Regions from separate parts of the Mus musculus genome. Here region 2 is linked to region 1. A link is a contact called in public Micro-C data. All regions are on one chromosome and are shown on one strand. Each heading gives the region's core, a stretch centred on a gene start, on an enhancer-like site or on the middle of the called end of the contact. The rest is flanking DNA. Distances are from core to core; before and after follow the strand shown. Region 1 has its middle 100 kb from the start of Gm46947. Region 2 overlaps Arhgap24 (Rho GTPase activating protein 24).

The links. A called contact is a pair of places that touch in the nucleus more often than the background predicts.
Region 2: a contact with region 1 is called in a Micro-C map of muscle stem cells, with 7 times the contacts expected there. The contact joins two enhancer-like sites. A contact is called at or near these places in 2 of 484 Hi-C or Micro-C datasets (muscle stem cells and myocytes).

What each region holds. Positions count from the first base shown.
Region 1 is chr5:102,271,365-102,279,290 of GRCm38.p6, forward strand. It overlaps a transcript of Arhgap24 not described here. Among named protein-coding and RNA genes, the nearest start is that of Gm46947, 100 kb to the left of the region's middle. Within about 2 kb of position 4,412, at least 2 of the 459 cell types and tissues checked have an H3K27ac peak or open chromatin away from gene starts, as enhancers often do. A contact at or near this core is called in muscle stem cells and myocytes, where this site is marked.
Region 2 is chr5:102,572,183-102,580,108 of GRCm38.p6, forward strand. All of the region lies in intron 2 of Arhgap24 (Rho GTPase activating protein 24), which reads left to right. Among named protein-coding and RNA genes, the nearest start is that of Gm30396, 55 kb to the right of the region's middle. Within about 2 kb of position 4,754, at least 43 of the 459 cell types and tissues checked have an H3K27ac peak or open chromatin away from gene starts, as enhancers often do. A contact at or near this core is called in muscle stem cells and myocytes, where this site is marked.

The DNA of each region.
Region 1 (7,926 bases), core at 3,162-5,661:
TTCATTGCATGAGATTGTATGGATGATTATTCAGTGGAACACTGACAACTTATCTGTGGCTACACCACAGAAAAAAGTGATGCCCTTTGACTCAGTGACTATTAACTCCCAATTGTACCTCAGGGAGGTGTGGGCCTCATGTGCTCCTCCCCTATTTATGATGAAGTCTTGGCGGGTCCAGTTATACAGGCCTCGTGAGGACAGCCATAGCTACAGTGAGCACAAGAGAGCAGTAGCCTTATCATGGTCAGGATGTGCTGTGCATGTCACCTCTGTGTTGCACATGTCTCTCTGTGTTGCATGTATCTCCATCTTCTGCTTACCTTCCTTTCACTCTGTATCCTGCCATGCTCTCTGAGACCTGGAGAGGGTTATGCAGATCTCCCACTTAGGCCCAAATAATCCACCCTCACCCCTGCTCAACAGCTGAAGCACTCACAAGACGGGACTCCATGTTATGTATTGTGTTCTACAACAGGAAGCTTTCCTGAAGAAGACCCGGAACAGCACTGATGTATTGAGAACATGCCTTCTTAGCAAAACAACAGTAGCAGGTTTCCTGCTAGAGCCTATGACCTCTGAGCAGGTCTACAGTAGTGGGTAGGAATTCTCTCCTGTGGAGATGGCTTTATATTTAATCACACTGCAGGTTATTCTTGTAGCATAAGAATTCCAAGTTGGGTAGGAGTTTGGACAGCCTTTCCCTCTGAGCAGTCTCTCACAGTACCCTCTGTCCCTGTGAATGTAGCCTGCAGGGAGAAAGTTTCAAATTTAGTTCCACTTGGTTTCTCTGTGTTCTGCAACTAAAGTATGTAGCAATGTATTATTTTTAAGGCCTCTGTCCCTGCCAGTAAACACCCCACCACTGACCAAGAACTCACCCCATGCCTGCTCTTGGGATTTTTGTTTACTAATCCCTGGTTTCTAGGAGGAACTTTACTCTCCCATGCAGGATGGCTCCATTCAAGCCCTTGTTTTATCTCATTTAAAAAAAGCTTACAAAGCACCGGGTTTCCACATGGCTTTTCCACACACCCTTATTTTGATTACTTATTTCTAGTTACTTTCTTGTTGCTGTGATAAAAGATCATGGCCAAGGTAACTTTTAGATGGAGACTGTTTGGGGCTCACAGTGCCAGATGAACTCTTCTGCTTGAGGGCTGAGCAGAGGTGGAAGGCAGCAGGCAGCTGGAGCAGCAGCTGTGATCTTACGTCTTGAACCACAAACAGGAAACAGAGAGACACAACAGGTACGAGTATGGCTTTTGAAATATCAAAGCCCAACCCCAGTGACATATTTCTTCCAGCAAGGCTACCTTCCAAGCTCGTCCTAAGAGCCAGCAACTGTGACTCAAATGTTCAGATGCCTGAGACTACAGTGGCCATCTCGTCCAATCTACTATACTTACCAGTCCCCCTTCCTTTCTATCCTTCCCCTCCTGAATTCTCCCTCAGATGCCACACATGTTTACAATCCTCCCCTCTCATGAGGCTTCTGTTTGCTCTCTCCCCCTAATGGTTCCCTTCCATCCTGGCCTCTATGGGCATCTCAAGTTAAGCACACTACTCTAAGGGTTCATACATAGGATCTACATATAAGGGACAACAAGCAGCATCTGTCTTTCAGGGCCTGGGTTGCCTCACTCAGTTCAATATTTTCCAGTTCCATTATTTCCCTGCAATTTTCATAATTCCACTTTTCTTTTTTCCAATTTTTGATTAGGTATTTTCTTCATTTACATTTCAAATGTTATCCTGAAAGTCCCCCATACCCTTCGCCCCTCCAATTCCACTTTTCTTAATGGAATAAGAAAGTTCCATGGACCCATGCTTTTACTATCCACGGAGCATCTGATGGACATCTAGGCTGAATCTGTTACCCGTGTGCAAGCTGAGACACATGGGTCTAGTTTCTGTCTTCTAAATGTGCAAATCCAGTTTTCCCAGGACCATTGCCTAAAGAGGCTTTTCACCGCAGAATATTACTGACAGCTTAAAGCTTGGTTGTAAGTGTTCTAATTTATATTCTGGGTATTCTATTCTATTCTATTCTATTCTATTCTATTCTATTCTATTCTATTCTATTCTATTCTATTCCATTCCATTCCATCCCATCCCATCCCATCCCATCCCATCCCATCCCATTCCATTCCATTCTATTCCACTCCATTCTATTTTTCTACGTATCTGCTTTAGTGCATGCAGTCCCCCCATTGTTCTGTAATATAATTTTTTTAAAATAAAAATTTGTGTGTGTGTGTGTGTGTGTGTGTGTGTGTGTGTGTGTGTGTGTGTGTTTGCTTACCTAGCACACATGTAGTGGCCAATGGAAAACTTGAAAGAGTTGATTCTTTTTTCCCAATGTGTAGGTTCTGGGGATTGAACTAAGGTTATCAGGTGTGGCAGCAAGCGCCTTTACCCAGCATCTCCGTGGCCTTCTGTAAGGCAGTGTGACTGGGTGTTGACACCCTCAGCTCTGCTCTCTATGCTACGTAACTATTTGAGACCCTTGGTGCTTCTTTATGAAATTTGGGTTGTTTTCCTCTAGTTCTGTGAGACATTTCATTGGAATTTCGATGGGGTTTGCACTGACCTTGTAGATAGTTTTGAGTAATGCAGCCATTTTCACAATATTACCATGCTTGTTGTGAGCATGGGGAGGGCACTACATTTTCTAGTGTCTTCTTCAATGTATTTCCCCAGCATCATAAGATTTCTTTGTAAAAGTCTTTCTCCTCCTTGCTTAGATTTATCTCTCAGTACTTTATTTTTGGAAGCTATTGTGTGTGGTGTTTTTGCCCTTATGCATTTTGAGCAACTTCATTGTTGGAATGTAGGGAAGCTGATGGTGCCTGTGTGTTGGTTCTCTGCTCCTACTTTTCTAAAAGTGTTTATCATATCAAATCAGAAGTTTTCTGTTTGAGACTTTAGTGCTTTTTAAGTACGGGATGATTTCATACACAAATAGAAACAACGTGGTTGCTTCCTCTCCAGTTTATATCTCTCTTGTTTGCTTTTTCCTGTCTTATTGTCATAACTTTATAAGGGAGGAGAGCAGGTGACATAGTGTTATTCCGAACTTTGGAGGGAAAGCTCTGAGTTTTGCCCCATACAGTATCAAGCAGGCTATAGTTTCGTCATATTTAGCCTTTATTATATGGAGGTGTATTCCTTCTGTTCAGGGATATATCATCAGTGGATGTTGAAGTTTTGCTGAAGTGTTCCTGAGTAAACTGAAGCAACCCATTTCTAACCTTAGGTCCAGTTGTGTTCTGATTGGTATTGATTTGTGTACGACCAGCAATCACAGTCCCAGATGAAATTAATTTGGTCATGATGTATGGCCTTCTTCATGTATTCTTGACTTTAATTTGCAAGAGTTTTATTGAGATGTTTTGCATTTATCTTCACTGGGGAATTGGTCTACAGTTTCTCTGTTTGGTCTTTATTCAGCTTTGGTATTGGAAGCTGGCTTTGTAGAATGAGTTTATATAGAAAGAGTTTTGTAGTATTCCTTCCCTTTCTGTGTTAAGGAAGAGTTTGAGGGCATTGGTGTCAATGTTTCTTTAAACGTTTGCTAGACCACAGCAGCAAAGCCCTTTGGTCCTGAATGATTTTGTCTGCTTTCTTTCTTTTTTCTTTTTTATTATAGTTTCCATCTCATTGATTGCTACAGGTTTGCTTAAGTTGTTTCTGTTTCCTGGATTTAATCTTGGTAGGTCATATTTCTTTAACAATCCATGCATGTTTTCTAGATTTTCTAAGTTTTTGAATGCAAGTTTTCAAAGTGCTTCATAATAATTCTTTGTATTTCACTGGGAAATATAGTGAGCTGCTTTTCTCCCCTCTTGTTTGTGTACATTTGTTGTGGATGGCTCTATGCTGCTTTTATTTTTATGTTAATTCCACTCTTTGGGAGGGGTTGTCTGGAATTAGGAACGAGTCACATGTTCAGGTGGCCACTAATGAATAAATGAGCCAATCACTGGGCAAGTAGGCGGGACTTCTGGGTTGGATGGAGGAAGAGAGGAAGCAGGAGAGAGTTAGGCCCTTTTTGGATGGGGATAGCGTGAGGACAAGATGTAGCAATGAGTGTCTCCTGGTTTTAATGGTGGAGCTGTCAGGATTCACCACCAGAGGATGTAGATTTAATAAGGCTTACAAGGTTAGGATTTTAGCTGCTGCAGGTGATTGAGTTACCATTGTTTCTGAGCTAAGTTTGTGTGGTGTTTTCCTTCATAAGGAGGCTCGTCTGGGTTCAAGAGAGAAAGGTATGGCAGCAAAACATGGGTTTGACTGATGTGCACCACAAAGGCCATGGGGGATTTGAAGCACAGGGTTGGCTTGGTAATGACCCACCTGTGGGAACCCAGTGAGCTGGGTGGAGAGATTGTGGAGTTCTGAGTCAGTCTCTATGAGATAAAAATAGGTTGGCCATTGCCCACCAGTGCATGGCCAGCCAGGCAGCTGTGGCAGAGAGTTGCCAGCACAAAAACAAGAACATGCTGGGCCGTTTTTTAATATTTCCCACAACAGATGGCGAACCAATGTGTCGGGCAAGAGTCCACTAGAAATTTAAGATTATTAGCCTGAGAGTTACAGTTTTATTTTATTTCTTTTCTTCTTCTTCTTTTTTTTTTCTTTAAAGTGAGTAGCTAGGTGGCAGTACTTTTGGTCAGTGTTACTAAGGCTTTGAAAATTGTATTTACTTTATCAGAGAGGCAACTCCAGCCAGATCTTTGAGTCTTCATGTCATTAACTTCTACCCTGATCTGTTTCTTAGTTTGGGGTTTGGATTGTTCTTATTTTTCTAGGACCCTGAGATATATCATTAGGTAATTTGAGATCTTTCTGGTTTTTGTTTATTTTGTTTATTGTTTTAAGATTTGTTTATTTTATTTATATGAGTACATTGTAGCTGCCTTCAGACACCAGAAGAGGGCATCAGACACCATTGCAAATGGTTGTAAGCCACCAGGTAGTTGCTGGGAATTGAACTCAGGACCTCTGGAAGAACAGTCAGTGCTCTTAACCACTGAGCCATCTCTCCAGCCCACTTTCTGGATATTATGAATAAAGCTGATATGAATATAGTTGAGCAAGTATCCTTGTGGTATGATAGAACATCTTTTCAATATATATGCCCAGGAGTGGTATAGCTGGGTCTTGAGGTAAAACTATTCCCAATTTTCAGAGAAACCACAAATTTTATTTCCAAAGTGGTTGTACAAGTTTGCACTCCCACCAGTAATGGAGGAGTGTTCCCCTTGCTCTACATCTTTGTCAGAATATGCTGTCACCTGAGTTTTTGATCTTTGATATCTGACAGGTATAAGATAGAATCTCAGAATCATTTTGATTTGCATTTTCCTGATGACAAAGTTTGTTGAACATTTCTTTAAGTGCTTCTTGGCCACCAGAGATTCCTCTGTTGAGACTTCTCTGTTTAGCTCTGTTCCCCATTTTTTAAAATTGTGTCATTGGTTTGTTGGTACATAATTTCTTGTGGCTATTAGCCCTCTGTCAGATGTAGGGTTGGTGAAGATCTTTCCCCATTCTGTAGGTTACTGTTCTGTTCTGTTGAGGGTGTCCTTAGCTTTGCAGAAGCTTTACAGTTTCATGAGGTCCTGTTTATTAATTGTTGATCTTAGTGCCTGAGCTTTTGGTGTTCTGTTCTGGAAGTTTTCCCCTGTGCCAATATGTTCAAGGCATTTCCCCACTTTCTCTTCTATTAGAATTAGTGCATCCAGTTTTATGTTGAGGTCTTTGGACTTGAGTTTTGTGAAGGGTGGTAAATATGAATCTATTTTCATTCTTCTATATGCAAACATCCAATTAGACTAACACTGTTTGTTGAAGGTATTTTCTTTTTTCCACTATATGATTTTGGCTTCTTTGTCAAAAATCAAGTGTCCTTAGGTGTATGAGTTTATTTCTGGGTCTTCAATTCTATTCCACTGCTCAATATGTTTATTCAATGCCAGTACCATGTGCCTTCAATTTTCATTGCTCTGTAGTACAGTTGGAAATCAGGGATGGTGATACCTTCAGAAGTTCTTTTATTGTCCAGGATTGTTTTAGTGATCCTGAGTCTTTTTTTTTTTTTTTTCATATGAAGTTGAGAATTGCTCTATCAACTCAATGTCTACAAGATCCCTGGGAAATTTTTCTATTGGTTGACAGTAGCTAAGAAAAAGGTTAAATAAAGGGTGGACATTTGAAATTAGCAATTATGACTATTTTTAAATAAAAGAAGTGCTATATTATCTTACATTGTCTTTTTGCAAAGAAGTGTGAACCAAAAAGCATTATTATCTCAACTGAGTAAATGAAGGTTTCAATTACACAAGAAGACACATTAGTCATATAAAATTCTAATATTCAAACAAGAATTCTAATATGTAAACATTTGCCAGGATATTTCCAATATTTTGGTATTTAAGAGTGTATGTAATGTTAAGTTGAATCATAAATCATAGTACAACCATGAGTCCATTCTTATTTAAAGATAATCTATTTCTGATGTGATACAAATTTGTAATTTGTTTCTTATACATATATTGGTGAAAACTATCTGCTTTCCAGGCACATATGCTTAGTTGATTGTGAAAATGTTGATTTGAACAATATTCATCCTTGAGTGTATCGCCAGGGAAGTTCTCCTCCTCTAAGAGTGAAGAGGAAAGAAGACAGAATTGTATCCAGTGTATCCAGTGCGGTGTCTGAAACCGTTACAATGGTGTGCATCTTGTTTCCATTATTTTTTATTGCCGTGTTTCGATGAGATCATACTTTGAGCCACCATAGCTGACCTGTTCTTTATGAGCAACTCTGAGCACCCAGCATCCTTCCTAACAGGATAGTCTCTGCTGATACAAGTTCCCTCAAGAGGTTTTGGAATTTTCATTGATGGTCTTTTCAATCTTGCGACAATTCATATGCCATCATTAATTATCTCTGTTTTCCAACCTGGTTGAGTGAAATAATTAAGTTTCACCAGCAAGAAAAATCAGTGTATTAAAAACCTTTGGCTGCGTTTGCATTAGGCTGAGATGAAAGGGAGCCTGGGAGCAGAGGCAATGTCTCAGCTGGAATGTAACTGTCAACAGCACTAACACGACTCACCAGCTCTATTAGCAGAAACGGCCTGCAGGGATCTTTACATCAAAATCATTAAAAACTAAGATTGTCAACAAACTCAGTCCTAGTTGGACCTAGAAGCCGATTTAGAAACCGATTTTCTCTAGTAATTGGGCTTAATGAGTTACTCTCTCAGTATCATGCTTTATGGTGTAATTAAACACACACACACACACACACACACACACACACACACACACACACTGAAGGTGTGGTTCTCAGTCATGCATTGAGAGGTGATTGGGTGGTAAAGGTGCCATACTCATCAAGGGACATCCCACAACTGATTGCACTCTTGGGATGTGGTGACCTCCCAGCTTAGAAGCTGTGACCTGGAATAGGGAGGGGGTGAGGGGTGGAAGGATGTGTCTGTTCCTTAGCCACTCTTCTGCCTTCCTTGCCTTCCTCACCTCCGTGAGAAAATCAACAATGTTCTTCCAGAGGCTTCCTGACTTCCTACAGTCCAGTAACAGTGGAGCCAGTGTCTGAGAGCAGAACCTTCTGAAACTGTGAACGAAGACTTCCTCCCTTAAAAACATCAGTGCTTTGTAAGCCCCTGGGGATGATGTCTTCCCTCCAGGACACTCTCAGGTGAACACTGAAGATTCCATAGGCCAGAACCTCCAGGTTACAAATGAGTTTTACATATTATATTCCTGTGAAAGTGCTACTTGATTTATTTAATGGGAGGGTTATCACTTGGTTTTAATGATATATCAAAGAAAACACTGAGATCTCTTGTCATGCCAGTACCCCCCCCCCCCAAAAAAAATCTTTCAATGAGAT
Region 2 (7,926 bases), core at 3,504-6,003, 300 kb after region 1:
CTCAAGGCTTCTGTGGTGTGGTGTGTTTAGTCTGTATCACTGCTGATACCCGTGGAAACTTAGAAAAAAATAAAATAAACTTAAATTAAGAAATTCCCCAGGCACTGGGTTCAAACTGATGTGAGCCTTGGAAAAGTATTTTCGTTTTACACTCTGGTCCTCTTTTCTGAAAACATGCAATTTTTCATGTCTTCATATGGATTTTCAAATGAGACTTTCTTCCTCAGCAAGATCATTGATAAGTTATGAATAAAATGTAAGCCTATGGTTAGGCTAGCTTTTGAAGCATAAAAAAATGTACGTTAATTTTGTCTAAATCTTACAGTAATGCTATGACAGGTTGAGCATGTATATTTTATTGTTTTAAATTTATTCTTCTTAACAACATCAGGCCTTTCCTTTCTTTTATGTCACTAAACCGGGATAAACTTTTGGTTTTTGTATTTCCCTCTGCTTTACAGCTGAGATGTCACTACTGTGGAAGGGAAATTATACCCGTTCCATTCAAGGCTGTGACTCTTCCAGGAAGCTGGAGTTCTTTGTGCTAATAGATGCTCAATGAATGTTTATGAAACAAGTGAACATGTAAAAATGAACAGTCACATTCTCTGTGTGTGATATATACATGTGTTCCCATGACTGTGTGTACATGTATATGTCAGTACAAATGCACGTGGAAGCCACAGGTCAATGGCAGGTTGGCCCTCATTGGACTCCCACCTTTATGTTTTGAGGTAGCATCTCTCACAGAACCCTGAGTTCATTAGTGAGCCCCAGTGGTCTGCTTGTCTCTTACCTTTCAGCACAGGATTACAGATGCCCACACTGTACCCAGCCTAAGCACAGATATTTGGAATCTGAAATCAGGTCCTCACATCTGTGAGACAAGTACTTTACTGACTGAGCCATCTCTCCAGCCCCCATATTCTTAGTACACTAATATCCTTTAGGAGAAAGCCATTTTCCCCATTTCTTCAGCAACCCCTTCTATGTAGAATCAATCACCTTTTAATTCACCTTCTCAGGAGTTAGACTGTTCACTATGTCTATGTCCCATGGATTGCGGAGCATTGCCAGCCATTGTGTACCAAGCATCCTAGCAGACCTCCATCCTGACATGCAAAAGTAACTCCAGTTAGTGCCGATCCCTCCAGTGAAAAAGCACTGTATTTATTTCCTCATATGCAACGAGTAACACTAAAAGTACCCAGGCTTTGTATCACCCAATACCAAATTTTGATAATCTTCTATGTGTAATATTCTATATTAATTAATACATTATTGTATCTAATCAAAAGGAGTACACAGAAAAACCCATTCTTTGCAGCTGTTGGTCCACTTGGACAAGTCACTCCAAGAGCTGCTAGAATCTCTGAGGTGTTAATCCCTAGGAGCCAATGAAGGACAGACAGGTTGTTAGTTTAAGAGTACACCACCCCAAGAGGAGGACAGTGAAACTGCTTAAATAGCAGGAACCAGAGAGAGCTAGCTAGTCCTTGCTTATGGGAAGGTAGAGGGGAGCCATGTTAAGAACTCGAAAGACGGATGGAGTTCTACGTTTGGAAGTTAGCTAGAATCTTTTTGTGTGATGGAGCTTTTCATAGGGTATTTGCTTGGACATGGACAGAACCCCACCTTCTTGTTAATCCAAGTAAACCATATTAATGAGAGCTTTATCCATGGAACATAATAGAGGAAATGGCACTTGAAGGGGAAAGTCTCACTTCATTTCCCAAGGCAGACAGGACAAGAGCAGAGGTATGCTTGGTAATGAGGCTCAGTGTTGAGGGAGGATGTGAGCGTCGGTGACTTCAAAGCTCAGTGTGCCTGATTGCTCTCTACCAAGGGGTTTGTTTTAATCAGAGCTCGCTGATTTTGAGAGTCACCAAAGCAGAGCTTCAAGTTGGACAGTATCACTAGTTATCAAAGGACTCATTTTCACATAAAAAAAAAATGTGATTTATCCCAACCCCAATCATCAGAGGGCTATCTTTTTAACTCAGAAATAATATAATAGTATATATCAAAATGTATTATGAGTTTGACTTCATGTGAAGAACTGTACAGTGAAAGCAAACAGAAGAGGAATTTAGTGATGAGTGTGATGTTCAGCCTGTACTGGCTGCTGGGTGGTTCCTTCTCAGTACTGAGAGTCTGGGAGGCCAGGGGCTAAAAGGTGAGCTCTCTTCTGCCATGGCAAGTTCAGGCGTGCTTTTCTGGTTTTATTCTAAATTCTTCTGTTTTCGACAAAAGGAGTTTTTACCTTTGGTTCCAAACTACTGATTATAGAGAAAAACCTTGAGATGTTTGTCCTGAGATGATGTTGAGAAAACCATCTTTGACTTAGCACGCCTACCTGACTGCAACAGTCTGCTCCGTGTCAATGCCTGATAGTTGAGAATATTGTATGAGGCCCACCTTAAGTGACATTCATGAGTGGACATACTGGCTTCTTAGATGTACTGGCTCATTTCCTTTATTCCAGTATTGGCTACTACAAGTGGATAAAAATAAACTGTTTAATCTTTTGAAGCAAATGAATTTTTTTTATTCTGTTGAAACTAAATTTTAATAGTCAATTAACAGAGCCTTTCACCATATTATCCAGGGAGCTAAAAATTCACATAATAAATGAGCTTTGCTAGATGTTACTTATTTGCAGTGATAAAGATTTAAGAATGTACAGAGGTGGTTGGGCACCCAGGGAATCTCTCTGTGTGGGGACCATTCCCCTCGGGACACCTCTCTGCTGCATCTCTCTGTGTGGGGACCGTTCCCCTTAGGACACCTATCTGCTGCATCTCTCTGTGTGGGGACCGTTCCCCTTGGGACACCTCTCTGCTGCATCTCTCTGTGTGGGGACCATTCCCCTCGGGACACCTATCTGCTGCATCTCTCTGTGTGGGGACCGTTCCCCTTGGGACACCTATCTGCTGCTGATTGTTGGAGCTTACATGGGATTTAATAGCTCTCCCATATATTAACCTCCTTTGATATCAATTTAGACATGTCTTTTGTTGTGTTTCTTCAGGGCATCCTTATAAAGATCATTTAAGGAACAAATATCTCTTGTTAACAATATTATGTTTCTGAAGAAGAAAAAAGAAAGTAGTGGGGAAAAATGTAAGATCATCAGAATGTTGCTGATCTCATTTTCAGATGATGGTAAGCCACAGATGCTGGAAAACTCAGTGTAGGCAAAGGGTAGAGATGGTCTGCTCACTCAGTCACTCTTTCTTTAATCTTCGTATCCATCTGGTGGTGCTGACATTTGTGAGATTAGCAGCTCATTGCTGTGCAAGTGCTAATAGCGCTGAGAGTTCAGCATCTGAGACAGACAGAAGCACTTGAGACAGACACACAGAATGCCAAGTACTACTAGGGAGAGTGCGTTCTGAGGCTAAGAGGGCTCCTTTTTAGTCCTTCCTTTTATTGAAAATTGATTTTGTTCTCATACGATTTATCCTGCTTACAGTTTCCCTCTACTCCTCCCAGTTCCTCCCCACCTCACCTCCACTCTGGATCCACTCCCTTTTTCTTTCTTATTAGAAAAGAGCAGGCTTCTAAGAGAGAACAGGAAAACAGGACAAAATAAAATATAGTAAGATTTAAAAAAAAAAAAGCCACCACATTGAGGCTGGACAAGACAACTCAACAGAAGGAAAAGAGCCTTAAGAGCAAGCACAAGAATCAGAGACCCACTCGTTCACACATTCAGGAGTCTCATAAAAATACTAAGCTGAAATCTTTAATGTGTACACAGAAGACCTGGTGGCGAGTTGAGTAGACCCTGTACTTGACACTTCAGCCTCTGTAAGTTCATATAAGCCTTGCTCGGTTGACTCAGAGGGCCTTGTTCAAGAGAAGAACTCCTGAGACACAGATGTGACTTAAATCGGAAGATAGGCTGTGTTCACTGAGGAGATGGTATTTGTATAGAGATGTTAGCAAATGCTGTAAATCTGAGGAGACATGGCAGGGGCAGGAAGCTGTTGGCATTGAACTGTTCACAAAGAAGAGACAGTGTAGAACATCTCAGATGCAAGGTGTTAGTAAAAGCAGACTGGGATCACGGGGGCAGGGACAGAGCAGTGTGAGCTAGTTTTGGAAAAACTTGTACAGATACCCCATGTAAAATAAAGTTGCTCATTATTTTGATATCGATAGGAAGCTGTCATGACACAGATATCAGTTTGACAGTTTGAAATTTTTTCACTGTTTGAGAAAGAAGAAGGGCCTCCAGTGTAGTTGTGAGATGATTTGGGAAGGTTATACAGGTATCAAGTAGTGGTGCTAGGCTAAACCACATAGGTGCTAGCTTAGATGCAATGAAGACGCCTGAATCTGTGTCCAAGCAAAGAAAAGAGGTCACACTACACAGGGATGGGTTCATTTCAGGACTGAAAGAGAGAGGCGTGGGAACCTGCTGGCTCAGCATCCTGTATTCTTGGAGGTAGAATATCATAGAAAAGCCAGTTATTTCGCTTTTCAAGGCCAGATGACTAGAACACTGGAGAAAGATGGAGTAGGCTCCCTGAGTCTATGAAGTATTCAGACAAGGTTTCCATCATTGATGTTGAGTTTGCATGAGGTCAACAGCAGAGTACATTGGGCACACAAGGATGCTTGCTCGTGTTGACCGCTGTGAGTCAGTAACTCTCATGACTATTGTGACCCGTAGAACAAGACACTGCTCTAGACTCCAACAGCTGATGATGTCATGACTGGATTGGAACTTGGGGTTTCCTGTTTTCCAGTAACCAACACAGATGACTCATTAGGTCTGAATGAGATGCTTAGGAATGGGGTGCAAACAGTGACTCCTCACAGCTGGCTGAGGTGGGAGGCAGCTCCCCAGCCTGCTCTATATCTTCCCTGTCATATTCATCCTTAGCAGACAAGCACTGAGGAAGAAAAAACCCATGTTTATGATGTTGGAAAAGATATGTATATGAGACAACTCATTAAAGAATTACCCGTGGTCAGTAAATATGTGAAAGATTCTTTTATGATAAATAAACTTGACATGGCTGATGGTAGCCATCATAGCCAGAAATAGAGGACTCATGAGTCAAGTTCTATTTGTATATTGGAACACTAAGAAACCACGGAAATGTTCTTGTATATGAATAGCTAATAAGAAATGTATTTTTAGTTAAAAAAAAAGCTGCGTATATTCCCTGACACTCGATTTTAATTATATTTAGATATTGGATGTATGTCTATGTGTGAAGAAGTGAGGCTGAAAATATATCCCAAAGTGTTAAGAGATTACTTCATCAGACGATAGTTGATTTTGATTCATTCCTTTTTATGTTTCACTTTTTTCATGTGCTCTGTAATAAACACATATTATTTTGTCAAAATAAAGTGATTGACATGATAAGTGATTTCCTCGTGAAAATGTATACTTTAATTCTACCACTTGGCATAAGTCAGGCAGTGCATTGCCCTTATCTAATACAGTGTTTAAGTAAGAATGTCTCAGGAGGCCCCAGGTTCTGTCTTCCCACCTCCAGAGCTAGTTCCCACTCTACGAGTGCCTTTTCTTCACCAACTGCCTCTGTTTCCATCACATACAACACCACAAGGATAGTGTTTGAGAACACTTCTTGTTTTTAAAGCCGAGGATTACAGCACACACACTAAAATCCCATCTAACACACACACACACACACACACACACACACACACACACACACACACACACATATATATACTGTGTGGTGGAGAACAGCATAGTCAGCCGAGCTGACAGCTGTGTTTATCTGAGTAATGAGATTACATTTGGGGCATTTCAGTTCCCTTCTCTGGGATTTTCTGTGTTTTTCTAAATTTCTACAAGAGCCACTCACCAAGTTCAGCACAACAGGAAAAATACACATTATTTCACAAAGGTCAGAGGGGTAGAGAGAGCTGGAAGAGGAGAATGAATCCGAGTGTTTACGGACCTGGGATCTCTGTGGAATCCGTCAAGCATTCATCTTTGTTATTTACAGCAGCTGGCCTTTCCTAAGTCTCCTTGGGAACTCCCTCCTCTTGCTGCAGTACTTTCAGACACATGGAAAAATCAAAACTTCCAGGAGGTTGAATGCGAGCTCAGGTACTAAGGGCAGGTGCAAGAGCATTCCTCAAGTATTAGCTGTGGGCGAGCATCTTAGGAAACAGTTCACACTCTCTGGCCATATGGCCTCACAGAGGCTGTTAGGATATCTCTGGCCATCTCTGTTAAGGTCTACGAGAAGGAGAGTAAGATGAAATTTTCCAAGCTTGAGTCTGGAATCTATCACCAATGAGCTTGGAAACTTGAGCAAGTCTGAGTCTTTATATTTAGTGATCCACTCATTCGTCGTTCGGCAAACTAACCCGGAGAACAAGATACTGTGCAGTCTTTGTCACTAGCCTCAAGTACAGCCCAGTGAGTAAACAAGTTACTCTCATGGAGGCAGAACAAGGCTGTGCTATGTGTGTGAGCATGTAATGCCAGAGAGGAGGGAGAGGAGTGGGGGAAAGACAGACTGATGTACAGGAGGGCACGGGGCAGACAAAGGCTGGCTTATTAATTGCCAGACATTCTCCGACACACGACAGGAAGCACCTGAAGACTGAGAGGCAGCCTAGTCACCATGCTGCTTCCGTCACCACTGTTAGAAGCACACCAAGGGGCTTTGCACCGGTGGAGGGGTGCCTATAGTTTTGTGGAAAGTTTGCCTTTGTGAAAAAAGGACTGATATTCCTTTTGTCTATTGTAGGGCATTCTCCTCCTGGGTGTAAACATTCCCTGTAGTGTGTGGTGTTTCCACACCCAAGCCCCTTCATGTCCCTTTGCTCAGGTGATTCTACATGAAATTGTAATTTAGTAAAAACAAAAGACATGATCAAGAACCGGGCATGGTGGCACATGCCTTTAATCCCAGCACTCAGGAGGCAGAGGCAGGCGGATTTCTGAGTTCGAGGCCAGCCTGGTCTACAAAGTGAGTTCCAGGACAGTCAGAGCTATACAGAGAAACCCTGTCTCGAAAAACAAACAAACAAACAAACAAACAAACACAACAAAAAGGACATGGTCAAGTAGTTTACTGGTGCCAGCTCACAAAATGTCACACACTGATCATTTCTGTATATCTCTCCAATATCACTAATAAACTCAGCCAGTGCTCTTGTCTTCTAGATATCTCTCTGTGGATATGTCAATACTAACCTGTGTAACAGCCATCTTGGGATGAATTGTAAACCACAAAAAAGGACACTGAAATCTTAAAGCTGTTATTGCTTATTTTTGCATGTCCTTGTTGACCCAGGTGCCATACATCATGCCAAGTTTCTTGGGGTCCAGTTCTTTGTCCTCAGGTGTTGGTGGCCTTCAGTAAGATGTCACATGAAAGTGCACGGGGACACTGCTGTCTGCAGGCCAGCCAAAGGCTCTAATGCCTGCTCACTGCAGGGGCATTCCCTGCCTGCACGGAAAAGAAGCCACACAGTGTAACAGGGACTGGGCATGCAGGGCTAAGAGGAGGATTTCTCACCAAGTCGAAGACTGTTTCAGACTCTTCCTTATGAACACAGATTATATTCCTTTGGGAAATGAACAAACCTATCTTTTTCTGGAGGTGCTTGGAAATACTCACAGGGTTGAGGAAGGAAAAGCACACAGGAAAAGGAGAGGAGAGAGGGAGATGCGGAAGGGGAAGGACGGGAACTGCTGAGACACGTGGCACTCATAGGACACAGATAGGACATGTTTGAAGACCACTGGAGAGTGATTGAGTGTCAGAGTTAGGGATAGTGTGCGCCATAGTAAGATCACACACAGTCCCATCGGACGCCTGTGCTTATTGTTTGCATTAAACGTGTAGACAGTAGGGTCACCTCTAATTCTAAGCTTCCTTCAGTCCTTTCTGTTAGATGTTGTTCAGTACATGCCTT